Regions from separate parts of the Mus musculus genome. Here regions 1 and 2 are each linked to region 3. Evidence: chromatin contacts called from public HiChIP or PLAC-seq and promoter capture Hi-C data. All regions are on one chromosome and are shown on one strand. Each heading gives the region's core, a stretch centred on a gene start, on an enhancer-like site or on the middle of the called end of the contact. The rest is flanking DNA. Distances are from core to core; before and after follow the strand shown.

Region 1 (2,717 bases), core at 194-2,693, 89 kb after region 3:
CGTAGGAAGAGAACAGATGACGCCCAGGGGAGCCAGAACTCTCACCTAATTACGAAGGGGTTTCTGGTGTCTCCCAAGCAGCTGAATGAGACTGAGTGGCACCAGTGTGAGGGGGATACCATCCAGTGTCGCAATGGACTGTCGGGGAGCAGGAACGTCACTGACACTTTACACCTGCCGGCTCTCACACACCAATCAGTTCTCAGGGGAGGAGGGCGGGTCTGTGTGAACCCGGACCCGGGAGGGCCTAGCTTACCTTACCCCATGCCTGTCCCAGGCCTGCACGGGAAGCATTCCCCTCAAACATGGGAGCAAAGCCCATGTTTGGAAACAGCGGCGGTGAAAGGCTGAGGAATAGAAAGCCCCCTCTCCTGGCCCCGAAAGCTTCCTGTTTATAAATGACTTAGAGCACACTCTCCACGGGAACCGACAACAATCCAGCGTCTGGGGCTCACACACTTATTCTCAGAAATACCTTTTTTTTTTTTTTTTTTTTTTTTTTTAAGCAATTCATGTACTTTCCTTTATGTGTAACAAGTAATTGCTTGAGTCTATGTATGTAAACTTCATGTGTGGCTGGTGCCCTAGGGGGCCTTGGACAGAAGAGGGTGTTAGAGGCCCTGGAACTGAAGCCATAGATAGTTGTGAGCCACCGTGTGAGTGCTGAGAATTGAAGCCGGCTCCTCGGCAAAGCAGCAAGCGTTCTTAACCACAGAGCCTTACACACGTCTCCCTCCCCGCCCAACACACTCCCCCCCAAAGTTTATTTATTTTTATTTTATGTATATGAGGGTTCTGACTGCATGCATGTACATGTAGACTATGAGGCCAGAAGAAAGCATCAGTTACTCTGAAATTGGAATTACAGATGGTTGTTAACTGCCACGTGGGTACTGGAAAAGCAATCAGTGCTCTCAACCTGTGAGCCAGCTCTCCAGGGCTCCAAATATTATAATTTATAAAAGTTAAAAGATACCAGGCAAGCATGGTGCTCACATTCGTAATCCTTACACTCAGGAGGCGCAGGCAAGAGTGTCTGAAAGTTGAGGCTCGTTTGGGCTACACAGTGAGAAAGGCCTTAGACAAACAATAAAGGTATGAATGCTAAACTTCAGACGTGTTTATGAGGAGATTAAAATACAGTAAAGATCTTAAATTGTTAACATTTCTCTATAAAACAAGATTTGAGCAAACTGTTAAAAGCATGTGTTCTAAGCTAGTGTGCCACGGACTACTTAGTACTGATCACAGTCTAGTGAGCCAGACAGATTTGCCACCTAAAACTCTAACTTGCCATGAAAGCCCAATACAGAGGACATGACAGGAGTCGGGAAGAGGGGAGCCCAACACTGGCTCGGGGCAGATGGGAAACAAGCGTAGAGTTCTTTAAATGGGAGGGCCAGCAAGTGTCTGCAAATGGCTCGTTAACATGACTAGAGGAAGAACACAAAAGGAGCCTGGGGTGGCACAAGGGCGAGCCCAGCAGTCAGTGTAAGGATTACAGTGTTCATCCTAAAGTGTGAGCAGGTTTGAAGAAGGGACGATCAGGACAACTGGAAAGACTCAACCAAGCCTACCACAGAAGGCTAAGCAGCAGGTGACGGTGCTGAAGATCTTTATGGTGGAATGGAAACGAAAACAAGATTCAACAGCAAGTTCAAGGATGGGCAGAGTTTCCTGACAGACTTAATTCGAGAAACGCAGACATTTCCTAAGATTTCCTACCAGAACAACTGGATAGATGACAGAACCATTTAAAAGAAAAGTCTGGTAAGGGGTCAAGCTCAGAAGGGCAGCCCATGGGTTTAGGATGTTAGGTGAAGCCATGACTCCTGGAGATTTGCTGTGCTGGCTGGTCCAGAGAGTCAATGAAAGAAGAAGGGAGTTTCACCTTGATATCAGCCCTGAGTTCAACCAACTGCTCCTCTGACATGCGAACGGCCACATCTGTCATCTTCTTTAGAAGCTCCGCTTTCTTCTGCCGGCTGAGCAAGATTTCCACTGTGGAAGAAAAAGGAGTGTCACGTTTATGCTGCAGTTAGAGGTGCAGTGAGTACCTGCCTCAGAGTGTGTCCCGACAGTCAAGGGCCTAGCTGCCTGCCCACTCACGCAGAAACTGAAGATACCAGAGGCTCAGCTTCCAGCTGAGGGGTCTCTGAAGGTAGTTAAAAGACAAACACGTATGAATTACAGGACTTATAAAATCATCTCCCATTTCTCTCTCCTCTTCCTAACACCCCCCAGTCTGTTCTCAAGAAGTATACATATGAAGACAGAAATATGTATAACATTTGACACAAATTTCACCAAGAACAAACAGATACAAAATTAAAAGCAAAAGCATACCCCCCCACCCCCATCCCCCACTTCTGACTTTGTTGTCTCTGGTCAGAGAACCACTAACAACTTCCATTGCATAGTCCAAACACTGTCTCTTTATGTAGAGCACAGACCTCTCCCTCCCTCAAACCGAGTCTATAAGACACACCATCTTCTCTTTACCAGAGCCACTGTTAACCTGCTGTTCATGTCTCATTCGGCCGTCCACTCTACACACACACCCAATTAGTACATCAACTGATGATAGATATTCAAGCTCTTATACTCTTCTTTTTAAAAAAGCACCTGTTTCTACAGATATGGTAAAGAACAGATTAAAAAAATAAAAAATAAAAAAGTCCTCCCTAGGAAGCCAAGCTGGGAGCTGTCAGACAAAT
Region 2 (2,700 bases), core at 181-2,680, 71 kb after region 3:
GGGGCTGGAGATTTCCAAAAGACTGTACCACCTGCTCTGGGCCCACCTCGGCTTCTGCCAGGTTCATCCCTTAACTAGATAACTAGGCTGGCTGTGTGGCTCCTCCCACGGAGAACCGCTTGGTCTGGGAAGCAGGCCACCATGCATCCGATGCCCCGTTCGCTGCACACCCTGGCTCAGGGACTATTGAACGCCATCAAGAATGGCGGTGTGTGGATAGTGGTTGAACAACAGAGCCTGGAGCCAAGAATGTATTGGGGAGTGAGGGGTGCTGAATCAGCAGGCTTCAAGCCCAAAGCAGATGGAGAAGCCTGGGGGGTGGGGGAGCTCTGTGATGAGTTCCTACAGGCTGTCTACAACAGGAGGGAGAACGCTTGTCAGAACTGGGAAGCCCCACTGGAGCGAGAGGGGGAGGGACCCTGTTTTCACGACTTCCCTGTGTTCAGAGCCAGAGGAACTCAGAATCTGGAAGCTCAAGTTGCCTTTTCCAAACTTCCCCAGTCCGGATGTGAGTCTCCCGAGCTCAGAGGAGCTCAGCTTCTTTGGGGCCGGGTGGGCATTCCAAGCGACGGGTTTAGACTGTGCGATACGCTTGCAGACACAGTTCTCTGCTGAATCCCGCCTACTCTACCTTCCTTTGCAAATCTTATTTCTAAATCTGGGCTCTGTGAGCCCTCTGCGCTGTCCACCAGGACTGGTTCCGCGCTTCACCCGACTCGGCCTTTGCAACCGCGCCAGGTCTGAGGATAAGACAGGCTGGATCAGATTGACTCATCCCGGTCCCGCACCTAGGGACATCTTACAGTATTGACCCTGAAAACCTCCGGGAAACCTTCACTTACTGGAAGGAGAGAATGGCCCTAGCTTCAAGAGGGGTGAGGAAGGGGATGGCTGGTGGGCACCAAGCAGCAGGTGGCAGTTCCGACAGTGGATTACTGCCCGGAAGCTAGGGAGCTAGGGCCTGACTCACGCGTCCCGTCGAAGCGGGTGGCGATGGTGTCCAGGAAGGTGTTCTGCGGCGCCAGGAGCCCCCGCATGGCCGGCATCTTAGGCGGCGGGGGCCGCCCGCCCCATCCCTCCGGGGCGCGGGGACTCAGCGCCGGGGGAGGGCGCCTGGCTCGGCCGCCCCCCGCCGGGCCCCGCGCCCCCTAGAGTAGCCGTCGGGGGGCTATGCCCGGCCCAGGCTCGCAGGCCCCAGCAGCTGCCGGCGCACAAGGGGGCGTCCGCACCGTCGGGGCTGGGCGCATGGCGCGCGCGCGACCCCTCGCCGCCCACGGATTCCGGGCTGCAGGCCCCGCGGCCACCGCGCACTCTGCACCTTTGGTCCGCCCGCGGCTCCTGTTTCTGCAAGCGGGGTGGCTCCCGCTTGGGCTCGGCTCAGCGCCGGGTCCCCGCAGCTCCCTCCGTCTGTCGGGGAGAAGCGGCAGCCTACCTCCCGCACCGCCGCCTGCACCGGGGTAACCATGGAGACGGGGCACACCCAGTCAGGGCCGCCTCCTTAAAGAGACAGGCCTCCTGCGGAGGGATCCCCCTCCCCTGGGACCTTGGTGGGGGCAGGGAAGGCTGCCGCCCCCTAGCGCTGCCAGACTCCCTAAGGCGAGAACCCGGGCCGGGTGGGCTCAGCCTGACAGCCTCGGGCTTCTCTCTCCTGCAGAGGGATCAGAGGAAGGCTTGGGGGCGTGAGCGTGTGTGAGTGTGTTGTAGATGTGTTTCGGAACGAGAATAATGTCATGAGAACGGGAACTGGCGACTAGGTGGCGGGGAACGTCCAGTAGTTGAAGGTTTGGGGCCCCCGGGGAGCGCTGACTATGCAGAGTTCTCTAAAAGGGAGGCTTCTGAACCTGTTTTTCCCCCCGGGTTCAGTCAAGCCTTTCCCGGATGCGGCTCGGCTCCCCTGAAAAGTGGAAGCAGGAGCTGAGGAAACCTGAGGCTAGAGTGAGGTCCAGATGCCTTGGGCGAGACCCCGGAGCGCAGAGGGCGCATTGGGAAAGTGAACTCCAAGCCCTCCGCTCGCCCCACGCATTTCCTCAAGTTTCTGTCGCCGCGGGAGGGTCAGAGGCTGGTCCAGGAACCCTGTGTGTGCTTGGCTAGCCCCCCCCCCCCTTTAGTCGCGGAGTTCGATTCTCCCCGGAGCCCGCACCTCCAGCGAGGAGGCGGAAAGCAGGGGCGGACGGCCGTCTCCTGTCCCTGTCCCCGCGCGCCGCGACCGTCCCCGCGGCCTCTCCTGCCAGCGCCGCTCCTCCTCCCTCCTACGATTTGCCAGTGAGCGCGGCTGCCGCCCGCGCCCAGAGAAGCCGCCGGGGCCAAAACTGCAATTTGCTCTCCAATGGAAGAAGCCGGAGCTCAGCACTGCTCCCCTGCAGGAGACACACCCACTGCCACCAGCGTCGGAAAGAGGAGTATACCCTGCTCCAACTACCCGTCAGCAGCTAGTAAAGCCCAAGCTCAAGGCACCTGTATTTAAATGAACAGGAGCTTTGGGAAGAAAGGGAGGAAGTCCCCCCCTCCCAGTCTGCTGCACCCTGAAATCCAGCTCCCAGGCGAGCCTGAAATGTCCGCAGATATGGTTCCCGACTCCTGATGGGTCAGGGCTAAAGAGTAACCCCTCCAGTCCTCGCAGCAACCTTCTTTCCAGGAGTTAGATAGCATCCCGCTAAACAGAGGAATATTTTAAAGCTCACTTTAAGCCAGGGCGAGGCT
Region 3 (2,700 bases), core at 163-2,662:
AGGTAGGCCTGGACTGACTTATTCACCAAAGGAACTGTAAGAAAATGAAGGCTAAGAGGCATATTTCTCAAAGAGAGGCAGCCATCATCAAAAAGAAACGGGGTTGGCAGAGTAGTTCAGCACTACAGTTCTTGCCGGCATTAACAAGGCCCTAGGTTCAATGCAGAGCGCTGCAAAGAACAGCTGAGCTCTAGCACCCTGTTGTCTCCACTGACCTGCAGAGCCCAAATAGGTCCAGCCCCTCCCCCACCTACTTCCTAGCCTCTACTCTGGTGTGTAAGCCCTAGCATTTCTTCTGCTCCCCACAAAGAGCCTAGAGATCTTTCTAGAATACAACATTTTGCTTCTGATCCTCCATCACCTCTTCACTCTCCCGAAGAAACAGAATGTTGTTACTTCTGGTTCTCATCGTTTTTGAACTTCCAGGGTTCAACTTCCTCTATTTATAGAGTTCTCCCATTTCTCCAACGGGATTCCCAAGGCCCAGGCCTGCCAGGACCCAGCCTTGCAAGCTTTAAATCTCTTATCCGTAAATCCCGAGAAATTTTCCCCAGTCAAGCTGAAGGTCTCCACTCCAACATCCTCCTGCTTGACGCATCCTAGAACCCCTTCGCCTGAATTCCCTCCTCAAATCCCGCCCCCTTCTGCAACGGATGGAGAGTCCGTTTATCATACTGCCCATTTTCCTTTTTAAAAGTCAATGGGAAATTCAAGGCCCAGAGAAAGGTAGTGACTTGCCCAAGGTCACACAGAGTTACCACAGTCTGTCTGAAGGCAGAGCCAGGGTTGGGACCCAGGGGCCTCTGCTCCTCCGTTTCTTGGACTACTCCGGTTCTGAGGTGGAAACCAGGAGCATCTCTTTCCTCAGAAGTCCCTCCTAACCTCGGGAGACAGGTTTTGAGAACGGATGGGTAAGGAAGGGTGTCCCCTAAGGTCCAAAGGGGCACCTGGGGCTTCCAAAAGGCACAAGCCTGGGTCTGGGGGAGGGGCACGGGCCACGCCAAATAGCCTAGGATTGGCAACTGGTTTCCATCGCCTGCCCTCCCTTCGCCCCCGACCTTTCTCCACAGACCCACCGTTCACTTCATCCCTTCCTCCTCCTCACACAGCGCCTAGGCTCTCCGTCCCCTCAGCCCCCGGTCGCACCCGCCCCCCCGCCCCCCGCCATGCACCATAATGGCCTCCCCGCCCCTTCTACCCTCACTCCCCGCCCCCACCTACCTACAGGGCTTCTTTTCCTCACCCCTCGGTCCCCTCGCCCTCCCTCAGGGTCCCGGGTGCCCCGGCGGCCCTCCCGCCTCCCCGGCTCGAGCCCGGGCCGCAGGGGGCGCTGTGAGACAGCCCCGGGCCTCTCCACCCCCGCGCGGGGACGTTACCATGCCAGAGCCTCAGAGCAGCTGGGCCGGCTCGGCCCACTCGCCAGTAAAAACAGCTCTGATTGGCCGGGCTTCGGCCGGGAGGGCGGGGCCAGTGGGGGGGTCGCACCCCTTCGTGGCCGGGGCTCCGGTTGCTCTCGCCGAGGAGCGGAGCCCCCAACCGGCCCGGTGTGCCCGGCCCGGCTCCGCCCCCGGCCCGGAGCGCCAGGCCCCGCCCCCACGTGCGCAGAATCCTGGGACCGCCCCCTGGGGCGGGGCGCGCCTGGGCCCACCCCCGGGGGCGGAGCGCGCCTGGGCGGGCCTGGGACTGACCGCGCGCTGGCTGCGCAGGGCGGCGTGGCTCTCCCGGCTCACAGCCCCCTTCTTGCCCGCGACTCCGCGGCCACCACCCAGACCGGACCGAGCCATTAATTTCTCCCGCGCAGAGGGCACTACAGCGGTTCACAGAGCGGCTCTTTTCCCTGCGTATTTTCTTTAGTTTTAATTTTTTGTTGTTGTTGGTTTTTTTCGAGACATGGTTTCTCTGTGTAGCCCTGGCTGTCCTGGAACTCACCAGGCTGGCCTCGAACTCAGAAATCCGCCTGCCTCTGCCTCCCGAGTGCTGGGATTAAAGGCGTGCGCTACCACGCCCGGCTTTAGTTTTAATTTCTTAATTCAAGAACTATTAATTAAACTCCTGTGCCAGCAGCCGTATGTGTCGGGCAAAGCCGACAAATCCCCTAAATGAGTGCGTACGTGCCTCTCGCTTAGCGCTGGGTTACTTTCAGAATCTGCCTCTGTAACATCTACAGTGAGAGATAAACGTTCAGTTATGTAGATAAGGGAACTCGAAGCTACTTAATGGGCATGCATGCTCAAGTTCTTGGGCTAGTACAGCTGGCCCTGGTTGGAGGCATTGCACCTCTTTACCCCTCCAAAGCCGGGGTAAAGACCAAGACGTTGCCTGTTTCCTTCTGTAGGTTTCTGAACCTGACTCAGGAAAACACCTCTTTATGTCTATAGACAATTTGGCTTTATCAATAGTTGTATTAAAAGTTCTTATATTCATTCTTCAAGCCAGCACTGAGTTGTAGAGGCAGACAGATCCCTGGGGCTCAGCGGCTAGCCGAACTAGCCTACATTGTGTTTTCTGACTAGTGAGAGACCTGATCTTTAAAATGATGTCCCAGGACGTCATGAAAAGCCGGACATGAGGGGAAGAAACCCTTTCCCCTGAGATCTAATTTGTCTTTCTTGAAGTGATCTCAAATAACAAATCCATGATGCACTTTAAATCTAATGTATGTCAGGTGGTAGTGGGTGTACCCCTTTAATCGAGCATTTG

The links. Promoter capture Hi-C pulls out the DNA fragments that hold promoters and counts their contacts. HiChIP or PLAC-seq counts read pairs in DNA pulled down with a chosen protein or histone mark.
Region 1: a promoter capture Hi-C map of embryonic stem cells shows a contact between it and region 3, with 2.0 times the contacts expected there. The contact joins the enhancer-like site here to the promoter of Prpf40b in region 3. A contact is called at or near these places in 16 of 39 promoter capture datasets (the 3T3-L1 cell line, 3T3-L1-derived adipocytes, the C10 cell line and 10 more), 3 of 484 Hi-C or Micro-C datasets (the N1E-115 cell line and embryonic stem cells), 1 of 115 datasets of contacts at active chromatin or transcription factors (embryonic stem cells) and 3 of 9 other capture datasets (adipose tissue, liver and pancreatic islet).
Region 2: a contact with region 3 is called in an H3K4me3 HiChIP or PLAC-seq map of stem cell-derived neural progenitor cells, with 3 times the contacts expected there. The contact joins the promoter of Kcnh3 here to the promoter of Prpf40b in region 3. A contact is called at or near these places in 4 of 39 promoter capture datasets (the C10 cell line, the HPC-7 cell line, macrophages and 1 more), 6 of 484 Hi-C or Micro-C datasets (the N1E-115 cell line, embryonic stem cells and nephron progenitors), 3 of 115 datasets of contacts at active chromatin or transcription factors (embryonic stem cells and stem cell-derived neural progenitor cells) and 4 of 9 other capture datasets (adipose tissue, liver, macrophages and 1 more).

What each region holds. Positions count from the first base shown.
Region 1 is chr15:99,204,882-99,207,598 of GRCm38.p6, reverse strand. It overlaps Spats2 (spermatogenesis associated, serine-rich 2), which reads right to left. Exons shown (of 13, transcript NM_139140.1): 10 at 1,892-2,001. Among named protein-coding and RNA genes, the nearest start is that of Kcnh3, 18 kb to the left of the region's middle. Within about 2 kb of position 1,443, at least 11 of the 459 cell types and tissues checked have an H3K27ac peak or open chromatin away from gene starts, as enhancers often do. A contact at or near this core is called in embryonic stem cells, where this site is marked.
Region 2 is chr15:99,223,322-99,226,021 of GRCm38.p6, reverse strand. It overlaps Kcnh3 (potassium voltage-gated channel, subfamily H (eag-related), member 3), which reads right to left and starts at 1,430. Exons shown (of 15, transcript NM_010601.4): 1 at 971-1,430. The coding sequence starts at 1,046. It overlaps Gm46538 (a long non-coding RNA gene), which reads left to right and starts at 149. Exons shown (of 3, transcript XR_001781769.2): 1 at 149-875.
Region 3 is chr15:99,293,950-99,296,649 of GRCm38.p6, reverse strand. Prpf40b (pre-mRNA processing factor 40B) reads right to left here and starts at 1,412. Exons shown (of 26, transcript NM_001370635.1): 1 at 1,222-1,412. It also overlaps a transcript of Fam186b not described here.